Regions from separate parts of the Mus musculus genome. Here region 2 is linked to region 1. The links are chromatin contacts, called in public promoter capture Hi-C maps. All regions are on one chromosome and are shown on one strand. Each heading gives the region's core, a stretch centred on a gene start, on an enhancer-like site or on the middle of the called end of the contact. The rest is flanking DNA. Distances are from core to core; before and after follow the strand shown.

Evidence for each region. Capture Hi-C pulls out chosen DNA fragments and counts their contacts.
Region 2: a contact with region 1 is called in a promoter capture Hi-C map of liver. The contact joins the promoter of Cldn7 here to the promoter of Sox15 in region 1. A contact is called at or near these places in 6 of 39 promoter capture datasets (the SN4741 cell line, embryonic stem cells, hippocampal neurons and 3 more), 1 of 15 datasets of contacts at CTCF or cohesin (large pre-B cells), 9 of 115 datasets of contacts at active chromatin or transcription factors (bone marrow-derived macrophages, craniofacial prominence, embryonic basal ganglia and 6 more) and 3 of 9 other capture datasets (adipose tissue, liver and pancreatic islet).

The regions. Positions count from the first base shown.
Region 1 is chr11:69,652,155-69,656,474 of GRCm38.p6, forward strand. Sox15 (SRY (sex determining region Y)-box 15) reads left to right here and starts at 2,883. Exons shown (of 2, transcript NM_009235.2): 1 at 2,883-3,745; 2 at 4,299-4,320. The coding sequence starts at 3,219. It overlaps Fxr2 (fragile X mental retardation, autosomal homolog 2), which reads left to right. Exons shown (of 17, transcript NM_011814.2): 16 at 56-153; 17 at 450-1,143. The coding sequence ends at 545.
Region 2 is chr11:69,964,033-69,968,464 of GRCm38.p6, forward strand. It overlaps Cldn7 (claudin 7), which reads left to right and starts at 1,389. Exons shown (of 4, transcript NM_016887.6): 1 at 1,389-2,117; 2 at 2,911-3,075; 3 at 3,188-3,272; 4 at 3,523-3,854. The coding sequence starts at 1,895. The coding sequence ends at 3,685. It overlaps Elp5 (elongator acetyltransferase complex subunit 5), which reads right to left. Exons shown (of 9, transcript NM_018740.2): 9 at 4,192-4,432. The coding sequence ends at 4,394.

The sequences.
Region 1 (4,320 bases), core at 1,633-4,132:
TGGGAACCATGAAATCCCGAAGTTCCTGAAAGTCTTGATCCTGTGTCTTTCCTAGTGACTGTGGCTGACTATATCTCACGGGCAGAGTCTCAGAGCCGCCAGCGGCCCCTGGAACGCACGAAACCCTCAGAGGATTCTCTTTCAGGACAGAAGGTAGGCAATCAAGATACAGCCTACCCCACTTTGTTGTTGTTGTTTGTTTGTTTGTTTGGGGCAGGGACACAGAAAACTTTGCAAAGAAAGTTGAATTGACTGTATGTGATGGAGTTCAGGCTAAGCTGAGGGTAGAGCAGAGCCGGCACAAACAGAAGACAGGGCTGGTGGTGATTGAGCACAGGGGGGTGAGGGACCTGGCCTCCACGTGTGTCTGTAGTGAGAAGGAAGGCGTGCCTGCATCTGCTGTACTCATCAGCTGCTTCCTTTTTGTTTTCCTCCTGCTTCCTCTGTAGGGTGACTCTGTCAGCAAGCTTCCCAAGGGCCCCTCAGAGAATGGGGAGCTCTCTGCCCCCTTGGAGTTGGGTAGTTTGGTGAATGGAGTTTCATAAAACCTCCGGTCCACATCCCTCCTTTCTCCATCTCGCTTGCTGCCCACCACCATGGCCCTCATGGGTCCAACTGACCTGCGCTGGAGCTGCTCTTATCTACGGGGGAGGGGGGTGGCACAGCAGCTTGGGTCCCCCCCAACCTCCAGGAGCTAGTGGAGGGGTGTGTAACAGGGTCATACCCCTCCCTCTTGTCCACCCTACCCCCAGGGTGAGGGAGCCTCCCCTTCCCTTTCAGACTGGATGTGCCTTTATCCTCTAATGCCCCGACCTCTGAACACCCCCATTCTCCGCCTGTTGGTGGGGGTGCTCCTTGACCCACCCAGATTTGACAGTTCAGGGGGGCTCCCCTGCTATCCCTCCTCCCATCCTGTACCCCCCATTTCTGGGGCCTCATCACTGTGGAAGACGGGGATAGTGAGGGTATTCGTGGGTGGGAGGCATGGGGAAGGTTTTGGAATAGAACCAGGGGTATGTATGAAGGGGGGTGACAAGGTCTCCCAGGGGAGTTGGGAGGAAATAACCTTGTCTGGTGGATGAGAAGGCGTATTTATTTTTCACTGTACAGTATTTAAAAAGAGAATAAAAAAATCCAAATGGCCTTGTGTTTCCCATGTTGCCTTTGTCCCCAGTCTGGGCTGTTTAAATCTCTAGGGCTGACCGGCATTGGTCCCTGGCTCTCGTTCTATAGCCTTTATTATCAGCTCCTCGTTCTGTGTCAGGAAGATGATATTCTGGGAATGGCTGCATCCTTAATTCTCCGTGGCCAGAGGACCGTGCTTCAGACCTTGCTGTTTCTTCCCTCCCTTGGTTGTTGAGAGTTGGGCCACTCCTGAGCCCTGAGTCACAGGAGGATAGGCCAGGCTCCGTGAAGCTGGAGCTGTTCCTGGTAGAAGCTGAGAGTCTGAGCAGGCTGTTTAATCCGATTATCTGGGGCCTGGGGCACAGGCTGGGCCTTCAGCAGAGAGGAAAATAGGGTTTCCTCACCATAGCCTCTAGAACTCAGGAGGGCAGGTTGTATTTCTGGCCTGGTGTCACTCTAGCTCTAGAATCCATGTCACTGACCTCAGCTTTTAGGGGCCTCAAGGGTAAAGAGTAGTGACTATCGGAATTGGGAAGCGCCAGAGCTAGGTACAGTGCACTGCACTGTGGTGAACTGAACGTGATCCTCAGGAGGGTGTGCTGAATGCTTTCTCCCAGAAACCTTAGAATGGAGGAAATCGGGATTCTTAACTATGTAACTGCTGGGCAGTACTGGGCACACGCCTTTAATCCCAGAACTCTAGTCCGAGATAGAGGCAGGTGGATCGAGTGAGTTCAAGGGCAAGACAGGATTATTAGACTAAAGAAAGAAAGAAAAAAAAAATTCCGGTACCCAGGAGGCAGAGGTAGATGGATCTTGATCAAGTCCAGCCTAGTCTACACAAGGAGCAAGGAGTTCAGGCCAATCAGGGCTATATGCTGCACTCCCTGTCTCAAATAATTACACTTTAAAAAAAAAAGAAAAAAGGGATCAAAGGGGTAAAGAAACAGCTCAGCACTTAGGTAGATTTCTGAGTTCAAGGACAGCCAGGGCTACACAGAGAAACCCTGTCTCAAAAAACAAAAAAAAAAAAAAAACAAAAACCATAGCTCAGAAGGTTAGGTGCCCCCTGAGATCAGTCACGGAGATAGCCACTACCACCTCTCCACCTTGACCTGGGAAAGAGAACGGACTTGTGAAAGTTATCCTCTGACCTCTATATACAAAGTGGTGACACTTGTGCCCCACCCCATCCATAACCTTTTAAAAAATAGGAAGATTTTTAAAAAGTGTATCTGCAGGCCCAGAGGCATGTCCATGGTTTGGGCTTAAAGATGAAACTTGCAATACTCAGTGGCAATGGGGAACCTCAGGACTGGAAGTGGCTTTGAATGTTTTCATCTGCCTAGCACCTGCTGGAATGACTAAGAAAACAAAAATGGCCTTGAGTTTCTTTCCCCTGGGGCAGATCAGGGGTTTAAGGAGCAACAGACACCGGAAAAGGCTTTGATAGGGAGTGAGAGCTTCTTAAATTCTCCGGGTTTGATCGACCCTGGGAGCCTTTGGTTCCCCTTCTTGGGAAGGAAGTTACTTTAAATTGCTGGTGCTTGAGAATTGAGACAATTTTTAGGCCTGCCGTCCAGGCCTCCGGTGGAACGTTAGGGGGGTGTGGTGCCCTAGGGGGAGGTGTAAGGACTGGGAAGAACAAGACGCCTGGGTTTGCAGAAAGAAGAGGGGTGGAGAGAACCGCACAGCCACTGGGAGGGGTCTGGGGAGGAGTCAGCCTTTTAGAGGCTGAGTACAGGTGGGAAAGGCCTGTAGCACCTGGGTGCACTCCTGGCAGCTGTTGGGACTTTGTGGAGACCAAGAGCTGCACGCTTGAAACTGCAGTTTCAACAGAAGAACCCTGTCTCGCTGAAGCAGAGGGTAGAAAGAGCGACTGGTAGACCTGAGAGAACACTACCTCTCCGGTAAAGGGCTCCAGACAAGGATTCTAAATTCAGCTTCCCAGAGGTGACAATCGATCGCTGGGAGCAAAGTTTGGATTCAAGCGCTCTGGAAGATACTTAAGTACCCAAATATTCCTAGTCCAGTCTTCGCTCTGGGAGAAGGGCATTCAAGACGCCCTCTCAAAGAGGCTTCACCTCCAACCCATGGCGCTGACCAGCTCCTCACAAGCAGAGACTTGGAGCCTGCATCCTCGGGCTTCCACGGCCTCTTTGCCTTTAGGACCCCAGGAGCAGGAGGCCGGCGGGAGCCCTGGAGCGTCTGGGGGACTTCCGCTGGAGAAGGTGAAGCGGCCCATGAACGCCTTCATGGTGTGGAGCTCTGTTCAGCGCCGCCAGATGGCGCAGCAGAACCCCAAGATGCACAACTCTGAGATCTCCAAGCGCTTGGGCGCTCAGTGGAAGCTGCTGGGCGATGAAGAGAAGCGACCCTTCGTGGAGGAGGCTAAGCGTCTTCGTGCCCGCCACCTCCGCGACTATCCCGACTACAAGTACCGACCCCGGCGTAAGAGCAAAAACTCGAGCACCGGGTCTGTCCCCTTTAGCCAAGAAGGAGGTGGCCTGGCATGTGGTGGCTCACACTGGGGGCCAGGGTACACAACTACCCAAGGGAGCAGAGGCTTTGGGTACCAGCCCCCCAACTATTCGACAGCCTACCTGCCTGGCAGTTACACGTGAGTGCCTAATTGTGTCCATCTGTCTGTTCCATGCTTCCCACACGACCCCCTTCCTTGAGAGCTGGGTGGGAACAGAGGCCAGAGTGCCAAGTTAAACCCAAATCCACCCAAGCAGAAGCTACACCAGGCTGAGGGCCCAGAGTTCAGGATAGTGGCTGTTCCATCTCAACTAATGTGTCCTACCTCTGCCTTTTGGATGGCAGTTTCTCCTTGTGGCTGGCCCTTGTGTGACCCATCTTCCTCTCCCAGCCCTGGGGGCAAGGAGAGACCAAGCCCATCCTGTTGCTCCTTCCTGGCCTGCTGCCCCAGGAGGCAAACAGCCGTGCAGCACGCAAGCCGCCTGCTGAGCATGCCCCAACAGAACTACCTTGTTCTTTAAGTCACCCTAGGGTCCCATTCCATGCCTGCTGTACCCAGCAAGGCTGGCTGAATGGCAAGCTCTAACCCTGTCTGCTGCAAACTGGTCAGACCAGTCCCCCACGAAGAGTTGAGGACACTGCCCAATCGATTCAAGAAGACTAACCTCCAGACCCCATGTTTCTTTTTACAGCTCTTCCCACTGCAGACCGGAG
Region 2 (4,432 bases), core at 139-2,638, 310 kb after region 1:
ACCTGTGAAGGTCTGAGAGGTGGAAGGAGGTTGTAGGAGAGGTAGACTGGAAGAAAGAACTAGAAAGAGTTCAGGGGGGCAGTGATGGACACACTGGGCTACTGGGCTCCAAGGGTCTGGAGGGAGCAACCTTAGTCTGGAAGTGTGTGTGTGTGTGTGTGTGTGTGTGTGTGTGTGTGTGTGTGTGTTGGGGGGGGTGAATAAAAATGCAGAAGGCAGGAAAAGGGGAAAGATAAATGAGAACCTTAGAAGCCAAGCTGGGAGGAAGGATGGTCAAAGTTCTGGGAAAGCTGGAAGGAGTGGAGGCTGAGCTAGGCTTTCTATTTTTTTTTTTAAGATTTTATTATTATATTTAAATACACTGTAGCTGTCTTCAGACACACCAGAAGAGGGTGTCAAGATCTCATTATGGATGGTTGTGAGCCACCATGTGTTTACTGGGACTTGAACTCAGGACCTTTGGAAGAGCAGTCAGTGCTCTTAACCCCTGAGCCATCTCCCCAGCCTTAAGCTAGACTTTCTAAGGGATGAATTAAGATGCTAGAGTGGGTCGGAGGGCACCGAAAGGGCACACAAACAGGTCCCCGGAAGCTCAGAATGAAGGAAAGAGAAAGTGTGTGGATGGAGAAGGAAGTGAGGAAAATGAAGGTAAACCAGAAATGACAACCTGGGGAGGGGAATGTTGGGCGTGTCGTGTCAGACTCTCTGACCTAGGTCTTACCCTTCTCCCCACCCTCGGAAAACTCCTTCGGGTAGAAGGAGCCTCTATGTTGGAGGAGACACTGACAGGCTCAGGTGCTAAGTCCTGTACCTACCTGGTCCTGGGACCAGGCCTGTGGGAGGACTGTCGGAGAGCCGTGTCTTGTGGAGGGCTTGAGCGGTGAAGCGGTAGGTTGCTAGACTGTCTGAGAGTAGAAATTCCTAGAAGGGTGCATGCAGCACGGGTGATTTTACCGTAATGGGTTAGGGCCCCTGATGATGAGACAGGCCTTGGTAGGAGACTAAAGAAAAAAAGAGCTGAGAGTGGAGACGAAAGTCGGGCTGGACAAGTGGCACGCGCCGAAACCTGCAGGGGAAGGATGGCGAGGAGCCTTTCCAGGGGCGTCTGAGGGTACTGGCTCCGCAGCGACCCAGGCGCACCTGTATGGAAAGGAGAGGAAGGGGCCACTTGGAGTCTGCAGGGCAGACTCCGACCCCAGGGACTTCTGAGAAGCCGTCGCCTATTTCCCATCAACGGTTAGAGCCAGGCAAATGAAGGGGCGTGACCCTGGAGCTCAGGTTTCTTCCTCTTCACCTGGACGAGGAGGGGGTAGGGGCCAAGACTTCCGGTTCAGGTGAGTGTCCCTTCAGTGACGTCAGGTCACTCGACTGCCCCTCTGGTCCCGCCCAAGTTGCAGCGCTCCGGGTGCCTGCGGGGGCGCGTCCCCGACGTCCTGCATATATATACTCAGGTGCGCCGCACCTGCTCGCCCGCACCTGCCGCCGCACCGCCAGCTCCCTGTGCCGCGCACCGCAGCCTGGGGCCCAAGGGCCCGCATACTTTCTGGGGGCCACGCCCTAACGGCCCCTCCACTTCTTTGGGTAGTCTCGGAGCACGCCGGTAGGAACCGCCCGGCCTTCGGGGACCGCTTTTGTCTGGAACCAGTCCTTCGGGCGAAGCCGGTTCCCTCTGCTGTGAGAGTGTCGCTTCACCGGAGGGGACGATTTGTGTTTACCTCGGTTAACAAGATTTGTAGTTACCCGGTCCAAAAAAAAATCTTTTTCTCCTTTGGGTGACTTAAATCTCTATCCAAATTTTCTTGTGTTGCTGCTCCCCGGATTTTTGTTTTTTTGTTTTTTTGCTTTACTGTAGGGTCGCCCTCCCGGCGCGTCCCGTCTTTTCTGAGACAAGGAAATGGCCAACTCGGGCCTGCAACTGCTGGGCTTTTCAATGGCCATGCTTGGCTGGGTGGGCCTGATAGCGAGCACTGCCATCCCTCAGTGGCAGATGAGCTCCTATGCGGGCGACAACATCATCACAGCCCAGGCCATGTACAAGGGGCTCTGGATGGAGTGCGTCACGCAGAGCACCGGCATGATGAGCTGCAAAATGTACGACTCGGTGCTCGCCCTGCCGGGTAAGGCCGTGGGACCGACGGGGCGGACGTGCCCAGGGTCAAGGTGGCCGGGTTGGGTGTGGGGCAGGGCCCAGGCCGCACTGCCCGGCGCCCGGGGTTGCCAGGGAGGAGGAAGTGGACGCCTTGGGCTCAGTCGGTGGGACAGAGAGAGAGCGTGCCTGGGATCTGATCTGGGTGTCCCACGTGGGTCCACGCCCCTCTGCCCAGATTTTTTTTGGGGGGGTTTCCTGGGCGAAGCACCCCCCAACCCCTGGCAGTCAGTGGTCTCTCTCTTCCCCTGCTTCTTTCTCTGGACAAAAGGAGAAGAGGGACGGAGGTTCTCAGGGCCGCGGAATCGTGCCCTCGTTAGACGTGGGACCGTACTTGTGGCCTCTAATCTTATCGGCCGATTAGCTGAAGCCACAAACTCGGTGGCCTCGATAGCGGGGCCAAAGCTAGGACACGCGCCGGCTGGTGTGGCTGGAGCGAGGGCCTTAGCCGCCACCTGCACTTCTCTTTCGCCCCCTTTCTCCCTTCCCCCCTACCTGGAACGGTTTCATCGAAACCTTGGCGCCCCGGGCGGGTTCTGGAGCGCAGGGCGGGGCGGGGAGCGGAAAGGACTTGGTGGCGGGATGGGGGCGGGAACCGTCTGCACAAGGCCTGCCTTGGACTAGGGGGCCCCAGGCTGCCGGCGGAACCAGACAGGCGGACCACGGTCCAGGGGTTAGTGGGCGCGGTCTGCAGCACTAAGGCTGGCGCCATCCTAAGGCTACCTGCCATTTCCAGCAATGACCGCCGCCTTCCTCCCCTGCAGGAGCCCTGCAGGCCACTCGAGCCTTAATGGTGGTGTCCCTGGTGTTGGGCTTCTTAGCCATGTTTGTCGCCACGATGGGCATGAAGTGCACACGCTGTGGGGGAGATGACAAAGCGAAGAAGGCCCGAATAGCTATGACTGGAGGCATTGTTTTCATTGTGGCAGGTGAGCCTCAAGGGTCCAGGGTGGGACCAAGGGGCTCAGTCTTTCACCCAGAAGAGCATAGTCAAGATCTTGGTCTGGACACCCAATACCAGAATCTTCTTTCTCTTTCTAGGTCTTGCTGCCTTGGTAGCATGTTCCTGGATTGGTCATCAGATTGTCACAGACTTTTATAACCCCTTGACGCCCATGAACGTTAAGTAAGTCTCCAGTCTAAAGAACCAGTAAGAACCAGATTATGCTGGGCGTGGTAGCACACGCCTTTAATCCCAGTACTTGGGAGACAGAGGCAGGCGGATCTCTGAGTTCGAGGCCAGCCTGGTCTACAAAGTGAGTTCCAGGACAGCCAAGGCTACACAGAGAAACCCTGTCTTGAAAGAACAAACAAAAAGATTATGTGGACTTGGGAGACATCAGGTCCGTTTTGACTCCAATCTTTTCTCCCTACAGGTACGAGTTTGGACCTGCCATCTTTATCGGCTGGGCAGGGTCTGCTCTGGTCCTTCTGGGAGGTGCCCTGCTCTCTTGCTCCTGTCCAGGCAGTGAAAGCAAAGCTGCGTACCGAGCACCCCGCTCTTACCCCAAGTCCAATTCCTCCAAGGAATACGTGTGAGCTGGGGAGCCCAGCCTGCGGGCAGGGTGGGAGGCAAAGGCCTCCTGGCCACTCCACCTCCAAACATCATGTATAGTTTGCTTGGGGGGAGGGCAGTTGGGGGGTTACTGGGAGAGGAAGACATGGGGTGTGCTTTTGTACAGAAATAAAATTAAGTTTTGGAAATTAGGTCTTTCCAGGCCGCTTTTTCTCCAGACCCAGATCCTTGCACAGGACTTGGAACTAAAGCAACTTACAGCAGCATGTGGTACCAGTGGTGTCTCCAGGCCTGGGGTCCCTACCTCCTTGGGCCTATTGCCTCAGCTCTAGTCTCAAGGTTCTTACCCACTCTCCTCCAAACTTTTCCCCACTGATTATTATTGTGTGGCCTAGTGGTATATAGGTGGGTATGTGTAGGGCAGTGAGTTCAGGGACTGAATTAAGGTCATTGGGAATGTGGCAAGTACCTTTTCCTGTTGCTATCTCATCATCCCCAACATCTGCTCTTGTTTAAGCATTACCAGAGGTTTTGATTGACACACACACACATATATATTTTATTAGAAATGGGCACACACTATGCCCTCATCACACTCATCCTAGCTTGATGCTGCTCCTTGGCTCACGACACAGCTTCTGCAGACAAAGTAACAAAGGACAAGGGACAAGGTAGAGTCTGCCAACAGCAGGGTGGTTCTGAGCCCACAGCCTTCCTCTGCCATTTGTCTGTCAAATATCTAGGTCATCATCTGGGTCTTCTGGGTCCAC